3 separate regions of the Gossypium hirsutum genome follow, and regions 1 and 2 are each linked to region 3. The links are chromatin contacts, called in public Hi-C maps. All regions are on one chromosome and are shown on one strand. Each heading gives the region's core, a stretch centred on a gene start, on an enhancer-like site or on the middle of the called end of the contact. The rest is flanking DNA. Distances are from core to core; before and after follow the strand shown. Region 1 holds the start of LOC107923044 (auxin-responsive protein IAA30). Region 2 holds the start of LOC107923626. Region 3 holds the start of LOC107943121 (pectin acetylesterase 6).

Evidence for each region. A called contact is a pair of places that touch in the nucleus more often than the background predicts.
Region 1: a Hi-C map of leaf shows a contact between it and region 3, with 1.7 times the contacts expected there. The contact joins the promoter of LOC107923044 here to the promoter of LOC107943121 in region 3. A contact is called at or near these places in 3 of 34 Hi-C or Micro-C datasets (leaf and seedling).
Region 2: a Hi-C map of leaf shows a contact between it and region 3, with 1.7 times the contacts expected there. The contact joins the promoter of LOC107923626 here to the promoter of LOC107943121 in region 3. A contact is called at or near these places in 2 of 34 Hi-C or Micro-C datasets (both in leaf).

The regions. Positions count from the first base shown.
Region 1 is chrA11:11,071,132-11,073,831 of Gossypium_hirsutum_v2.1, reverse strand. It overlaps LOC107923044 (auxin-responsive protein IAA30), which reads left to right and starts at 1,385. Exons shown (of 3, transcript XM_041081044.1): 1 at 1,385-1,860; 2 at 1,950-2,143; 3 at 2,244-2,700. The coding sequence starts at 1,703. The coding sequence ends at 2,350.
Region 2 is chrA11:11,024,451-11,027,288 of Gossypium_hirsutum_v2.1, reverse strand. LOC107923626 reads left to right here and starts at 1,414. Exons shown (of 6, transcript XM_016853814.2): 1 at 1,414-1,559; 2 at 1,643-1,690; 3 at 1,800-1,860; 4 at 1,951-2,055; 5 at 2,171-2,338; 6 at 2,422-2,674. The coding sequence starts at 1,495. The coding sequence ends at 2,484.
Region 3 is chrA11:11,219,317-11,222,033 of Gossypium_hirsutum_v2.1, reverse strand. It overlaps LOC107943121 (pectin acetylesterase 6), which reads left to right and starts at 1,353. Exons shown (of 13, transcript XM_016876866.2): 1 at 1,353-2,475; 2 at 2,627-2,709. The coding sequence starts at 2,277. LOC107943120 (protein ABC transporter 1, mitochondrial) reads left to right here. Exons shown (of 8, transcript XM_041081050.1): 7 at 1-103; 8 at 419-1,032. The coding sequence ends at 811.

The DNA.
Region 1 (2,700 bases), core at 136-2,635, 150 kb after region 3:
GAAAGCTTGAAAATGGTAGAAGTAGTTGAAACTTGAAGATAATAAATGGTGGAAGCTTTGTACAAGAAGCAATAAATTTTTTGTTGGGTGTTTGGTTGATGAGAAAATAAAAATTGTTTGACGGGAATAACATCTAAGAAAATCTGGAAATACATGGGCAGTAATTGTGATTGGCTGAATTTTTATATTCTAATGGGCTAATAGTTGGGGTAAAATAGGTAAAGATTTAATAATTTAGGTATTAATTTAAGAAAATTAATATAATTTAAGTATCATTTTATTGTTTAATATTTGTTATTTTAGGAGTCGGAGTTATTCTAAAATTAGTGCCAAGAAGAACATGCCTTATGTTTTATTTCTCACCTAAACTTCCCTTCTGCATGGAAATTACCTAAATTTCCAGTTAGGTTTTTAAGGAAAGCTTCATGTTTAGCCTGAGACTGGGCGGCAGATTTCTTCTTTTTTTTTGGGGGGGGGGGTTATCGCTAGCAAAGGCCCCTAAACTTATCGACGCTTTAAAAACGGAGTAATAATTTCAAAATATAAGTCATTGAAAAAAATTATAGGGAAAAAACCAGGGAAGAAAAAGTTTTAGCGCAACCCCTAAAATGGGAAAATGCCCTCACCCGGGCCTATCCTTGACAATTTTGGTATTCTGAAATATAAAGCAATAGCAAGTTTGACCCATAATAATAATTAGAAAAAATTACTGTAAATGAGGAAAAATGTTTTTTTAAATAATAATTAGAAATTTTAAAATTCGAATTTAGATGTCACTATTTCGTTGGCATGTTAAAAAAACTTTATGTTCAAACAGTATTGTGTTTAAAGGGACAAAAAAAAAGTGTTGGGAACAGTAAAACAATAGGTTTCCCATCCCATGGCCCTTCGAAGCTAACATAGATTTGGGCAAGAAATGGTGGGGGACATCAGCTTTTGCTTTTTCTCATCTTAGATCTTCCTTCCTGTAGTTTCTTTCTCGCAAAATTGGCGTTTCTTTTGGTGCAAGCCAATCTTTCTTGTTCCCCTTTTTCTTAGAGTTAATTATTAAGGTGATAGATACACAACGATGATAACCAAGCCTTTTATTTTTAAGGTAAAACAAGAGTTTCCTTTCCACGTGAGGAAAAAGGATTTTGTTTTAAAAAGAACAACAATTTGAGTTTTAATGCATAACTTCATCATGATATCTTTTAAATTCTGTTTTATGGAAAATATAAATAATAATTATCTTTTATTAAAATAAATTATATAATAAATACTATTTTACCATATAAAATTACTAATATTTCAATTCAGATATGGTTTACCAAAAGACAAGTCAAACATTTATGCCATGAGGTGGTGACTAAATATAAATGCGGAAGGCTATAAAATTACCCGTGTGTTGTGCATGAATCCTTGAACTTGCACACAAGAGAAGCAAACGCAAAACAGAACCCGCACATGGAGCCTCCTTGAATTTAACTCCCAAGAAACAAAAAGTTAAAATCATGAGATAAGACGTATACATGTCGGCTGCTCTGACGACATATCATCCCAACCATGGCCAGGAATATGAAAGAACTGCCTCTCTTGATTCTCTACCAATACTTACTACCACTGTTTTCCATTATATATACAGTATTTCCTTCTCTTTCTGGTTATTTAAACCAAAGGTGGCGGCTTTTGTTCTTCAGTCTTAGTTCCCACATCTCAGAAAATGAGAAGGGCAATTAGTTATTGTTCATCTTCTATAGGGAGCAGCAACCACTTTGATTCCTCAAGCACTGCTACTGCTGCTTCTTCCTCTTCGCAGAGGGACCATAACACCGATCTTAGCCTTGGTCTTAGCATTTCAACCTCTCCTCTTTATGCAAGGTGCGTGTTTAGTTATTTACTCACCATCATCTTCAAAAGAAACACTACCATTTGTTTTGGGTAAATTGGTACGTATACATGTATATCAGGAAGCAAAGATCGCCAATAAAGCCGCTGCTAAGGCTGGAGCTTGCCGAACAAGATGAGTGCAACAGTGCTACTTTTTATGTCAAAGTTTACATGGAAGGAATTCCTATTGGTAGAAAAGTAGACCTGTTGGCTCGCCGGAGTTACTGTGACCTGATAAAAACTCTTGAACATATGTTTAATACAAACCTCATCTGTTAAGTTTCATCTTTCTACTTCTTTTGTTTCCTTCGTTAAAAATGCAACAGCTGTTTTTTCTTTTCTCCCTGAACAGAAGTTTTGACGAATCCATGCAGGGGCTGAGGCTGAGGTGAATGGAGATTATTTCGAGGAATATCATGTACTAACATATGAAGACAAGGAACGGGATTGGATGATGGTTGGTGATGTTCCTTGGCAGTAAGTAAACAACATTTCCATATGTCTTATATATGGTGATGATGGTCATTCCTTATAGTACACCACAGCTGAAGCTGTTCTATATATGCATGTACTGTAGGATGTTCTTGTCAGTTGTGAGGAGATTGAAGATAAGTAGATCAAGTGCTGAACTTTGATAAAAAATTGTTTTTCTTTTCTTTTCTTTTTGGTGGAGTGAAAATCAATAGGAGATGCGTATGCATAAAATATATGGTGGGATATGTTTAGGGTTTAGAAAAAAAAAGTATCATGGACATACTAGAATGATTGAGTAACAAGCATCAGTCTTGTCTTTTGGTTGTAAATCTTTCATTGGTGATGGATTGTTATGTT
Region 2 (2,838 bases), core at 165-2,664, 190 kb after region 3:
AGCGAATTGCTAGTATGAAAGGGAGACTCCATGAATATACCACATTCTTTAACTAATTACCACCATGGATCTTTCAAACAATAATCTCATTGAGAACACTCCCAAAGAACAAACCTGTCTTGCAAGCTTACAATTATTGCATCTATCAGGAAATTCGTTAAGAGAAAACATACTAGAAAGTTTATGAAAAAAGATAATTTTTGGATTAGAGCTTTTACATTATGGTGAAAAGAAAAGAAGAGAATGGATTTAAAATATTTATATACTTACATGGAAAATATCAGCCTACAACGACTAATTATATGCACATTATGTGTCATGTCAAATCAGGCTTCGTTAATGAGAAAATGGATAGGTGACCAAAACAATAAATTATTGTAGCGGTAGCGACCAATTTGAAATTTTTTTATTTGAGTGACCAAAATGAAAGCACCTAAAAAGTTGAGTTACTAGTTAGGTAGTTTACCTAAAAAATTTGCATACTTTTAAAGAGTATGGACCAAATTGTCAAAAAAACTATAAATGTAGAGGGCTAAAAAAGTTTAAAAGTTTTAAAATTCGATAGACCTATTAATCGATATAGACTAGTTGAACCGGACTGAAGCATAGTTGAATTGGCAATTGGATCTATCTTTATAATTTTTAATAATTTATTTGTTTTGAAATGATTGGGCTGGTTGTTTAGAACCAATTTGTTAGACCAATTCAAAATCGGTTCAACTGATTTTTCACTTGATTCAACCAATCTGTATCGATTCGCAAATCAACTAATTTTTTTACCTCTCATTGGACCGATACCCAACAGGTTCCCCATCGAACTAGTTGGTTCAGTCTGATTTAGATAACATTGAGATTTGAAATTTTTATTTATATTTTTTAAAACCATTTTTAAAATTTTATAAAAATTATATATTTTTTAATTTTTATTAATTTTATTTAAAGTATGAAAATAATATTTTAAGAATTTTATGTAATTTTAAAGTAAAAGGACCAAATTGATGAAAATATAATTATTGAGCGTTAAAAAATTATTTTACTTTTGACATGGTTAACTTTAATGATGGAATTAAACGGAGAGACCAAAATTTTTAAATAAAAAAATATAAATATTTAATGTCCTTTAAATTAAAATATAAAGATTAAATTTTAAAATTTGAAAGAATAGATTGTAGTATATTTAAACCGGTCACACTTTGCTAATATCATTGCTTACCTCTATTTTTTTCCATCTCTTTGGATAATAAGCCTAAACTTTTCCTTTTTTGGATCATTGGATTTGGTTTAGTTTTTTTTTTTAGAAGGAATGAATTTTTTTTTTAAAATGTTATAGCCATGCAAGATTGGAACTAGCCATGGGCCTATTAACTTGACAACTATATAAATGGGCCAATTTTAGGACCATAATACCCCATAAAGTTCAATGAACTTTTCTAAATAGATTTCTTATGAACTTTTCATCGAAGAAGTAGCGAGCGAACTCTGCAAACAAGAAACATGCCGCCTAGAAACAAGGCGGCCAAAAACAACATTCAGGATGGCGCCCTTCCTCAACAGCAAGAGTATGTCTCTTTTAATTTCATTAGATTTTATAAAAACTGTCTTTTGATTTCTTACTTTTTTATTTTTCTTCGGGTCCTGAAAGTTGCTATGAAGGAGAACGGCTCATTCACGTGCTTGAATCAATCCGAAGGTAAATAATTCGAAACAATTAGCTTCGATTAACAAATACCCTTTTTTTTTCAATTCAACTACTTGTTGTTTTACGTAGTTAAATTTTATTATGTTATTTCAATGAACAGAGGGATAGAGTCAGCCAGAGCGCTGGCTGGAAACTCCTTGCCTGAAAAAGTGTGGCTTAAGGTTTGATGTCTTAGCCAATGCTGTACTCATTTTTTTCGACTAACCTTGTGGTTTTATTATTGTCTGATTATAATATTTGTGGCATTTTAGCAACAATTTGCAATCGGTGTTAATGACGTAACACGTGTACTTGAACGGATGGCAGCCATTATTGACGACGGGAGCACTGCCCAATCACCTTTTGTTAGATTTCAGGTTAGCTATCCTGGTTTTACCCATGTTTTAACAAGCAGCTAGGGTTAGTTTTTTATTGCTTGTACGTTTGCTGTTAAGTAGCTCGAGACTTGGTGTATGTTTGTTGCGTTTGTAGGCTATACTGTTAGCTGCTGATTGCAACCCAAAGTGGCTGACGAAGCACCTGCCAACGTTGGCTAAATCAAGAAAGGTACCGTTGATCATTGTTAAAGATGATAAAAAGGGGTCCTTAAGATTGGGTGAGCTTGTAAAGCTAAAAACAGCTGTTGCAATTGGAGTAAAGGTTAGGATCTCGAATTTGCTGATTGTTTTTTAACCTAGGGTGTTTTTGACTATGTGCTGAAATATTTGTCTTTTAAACTATAGGCTCGAGGAAGTGCTATCAATCAAATCATGGAGGAAATTCTTGATGGTGACGAACCCAATTAAAGGGCTCTGCTTCAAGTTCAATATGACTTGCCAGTTTTTTTTTTTTTTGCAGTCAGAATGGAATGAAAGAGCTGTTTATTATTATTATTTTTTAATTCTATGTTGTTATGGTCCCTATGGTAATGAAAGGGATTTAAAATGTAGAAATTGATATCTATGAGAAACCAGCAGAAAAGCCTCACATGATTGAGATCTGTTTTTTGTTTGAAAAATTACAACACAAAACCTAAGCAATTGTATTCGGATATATTTTTAAACATAAATATAAAAATATGATTTTCTACATATATGAAAAAATATTTTTTTTTAAATTAAATTGGGGAATAGGACACAAAGCCAAAACAGGAGGGTAGC
Region 3 (2,717 bases), core at 104-2,603:
GAGTAATTTCCTATATGATGAGACTACCAAAACAGTCAATCTCATTGACTTTGGAGCAGCTCGAGATTATCCTAAACGATTTGTTGATGACTATTTGCGAATGGTCTGTTCCCTTCAAAAATGCTCGTGGCATCAAATTTTTTCTTTTTCTTTTTCCCACACGAATAGCACAAGCTGCTTTTGACATTTAGGTTGAAAACCAGCCATATGTTTGTCTTCAGCCTTTATGGATTTTTCTACTTTTAGACTCTTGCTTACTAGACCTCTATATAGTTTGATCTTGAGGGTGGCTTTGCTTCACGCTTACTAATTCTATGAGGTGTTCAACCTTGTGTTGCGGTTTAACTTTTGCCATTTTCAGAGTTGATTGTCCGTAGTTGTGAACTGAAGGATTACTTCCTTGCATGTATTCGACCAGGTTATGGCTTGCGCAAATAATGACAGAGCAGCAGTTATTGAGATGTCACAGAGACTTGGATTCTTGACAGGAAAGGAATCAGAGGTAATGTTGGAGGCTCACGTTCAGGCTGGTTTTGTTGTGGGATTGCCATTCTCAAAGTCTGGTGGCTATGATTTCCGCTCAACTAATATTACTCAAAGCATTTCAAACCTCGGGGCAACAATGCTGAGGCACCGCCTTACACCACCCCCAGACGAGGCCTACAGTCTTCATCGGAAATTGTCAGGTGCTTTCTTGGCTTGCATTAAGCTAGGGGCTGTTGTACCATGCAGGGAATTGTTGCTTGATGTCTATGAGCACTACCATTTTGGCGAAGATGAGGGGTCCTTATCAACTGCTTCAGTATCTTGACGACGTTGGGATTATTTAGTTTACAAATTTTGATTCTTTTTATTACATTTGTAATAAAAATTTAGGGATTCAATTTGCCAAGTGCACATCCCATTATAATATGAATTTTACATATTCTAACTTTGTTGGCTAAAGAGAAAAAAAAAGTTTTAAATTTTGATATTAGTTTTTGTACTTATCAAATGATAATTGATAAATTATTTATGTTAAATTTTCTGAAATCTGATGTTGCAAATATATTATTATATGTATAATGTCACGTTAGTTTATTGTTTTCATATATTATTTAAAATTTTGGTTAATAAATTAATAATTATAATTTATGAAAAAATTAAAAAGTGCATGGACTTAGAGTTGATCTAATTACAAAATACGGATGAAATTTACAGTATAGTGATTAAAATTGATGAATTCAAAAAGATCAAAGAGGCAGGATAATTTCTTATAAAATAGAAAGGGATGAAGACAATGCTCCTTCAGTATTTGAATGCGAGAAAAAAGAATATTGTTCTTCAAAATTTGCTCTTTTCTTTCTCGTCAATATACATGCACTTTCAGCAATAAATAAAGAAGGATATTATTATGTTTTTCTTATCCTCCAGCATATTTAGCTAAAACAAAATTCAGTGTTTTTTGTTTTCGCTTGTAATTTATTACTTAGCCCAATACCAGAAAATGATGCAGGAAATATTCAAAGTAAAAAATAGAGCGCAATTACCGGAAGGCGTATTATCGGCGGATTTAGAGAGCGTAAGGATGTGGAGCATTTTTATATGATCATTCATAGACCATGCAATAATACATAGTCGGTAAGCATAGTATTAGTTTAGTTTTAGTACCACTACAGGACTGGAACAGGAATCTGTCTATGTCGGTGTTCATATTCATAGTTGATCCCAACCTACTCTCTTTTTTTTCCCCCTAATTCTACTTGTTTTGTTTGCTTTGCCCCAAAACCAAATGTTTCCATTCGTCTCCAAGGACATAAAATGAAAGAAGATTGAAGTTGGGAAGATGAAGAAGTTTTAAAAGAAGGTAAATGTAATTTTAGGAGGAGCATTCAAGAAAAATAACTACACTAGTTGGAAAGGATTGCGGCTGCCTAAAGTATTGCACGAGAGTCTACGGATAAAAAAACAATAAACATATGGAAAAGGTACAAGACAGGCAACGGTCTCTTGTGGCTGACTAAGCAGTGAATGTCGCTCAACTGTAGCATCTTGCCTTCATTTCTGCTGTCATTCAAAAATGGGGTTTATCAAAATTCATAGCTGAAATCTCTAGCCATTATCACTCCCCTTGAAAGTGTTCCACCTTCATCCTCATTTTTAGGTTTTAGCTTTCTTTGCAAAGCTTTTCGAACTCCTACACTGAATACATTGTTTGTTTATTTTTCTTTCTTTCCCTGGTTTTTAGAGTTAGCTGTAATCTAGAAGAGGAGTGAAAAGGACAAAAGAGAGAAATAATGAAGCGAGTTCTGATATGGGTTTTGAGCTTGTGGAGTGTAGTTGGGATTGGTTGGAGCCGATCTGAAGATGGGTTGCAAGAACTTAAAGCTAAAGACAGATTACTCTCCTTCTTAGAGAAAGATGCAGTATCCCCTGGTGCCAACTCTCTCATGATTCCCCTTACTCTCATTCAAGGAGCTGCTTCTAAAGGAGCTGGTACTTCTCAAACTTCAACGCATCATTTACTTCTTGCATTCCAGGACTGCCCTGAAATTCTGATTCTTGATTCCTGTTGAGATATGAGACTCCTTTTTCCCTTCTTTTTTTTTTTTTCATTTTCTTTCTTTTCATGCCTTGGGTTTCACAGTTTGTTTGGATGGGACGCCTCCTGGTTATCATCTGGATCGTGGGTTTCGCTCTGGTTCAAACAGCTGGCTCATCCAATTGGAGGTTTGGCC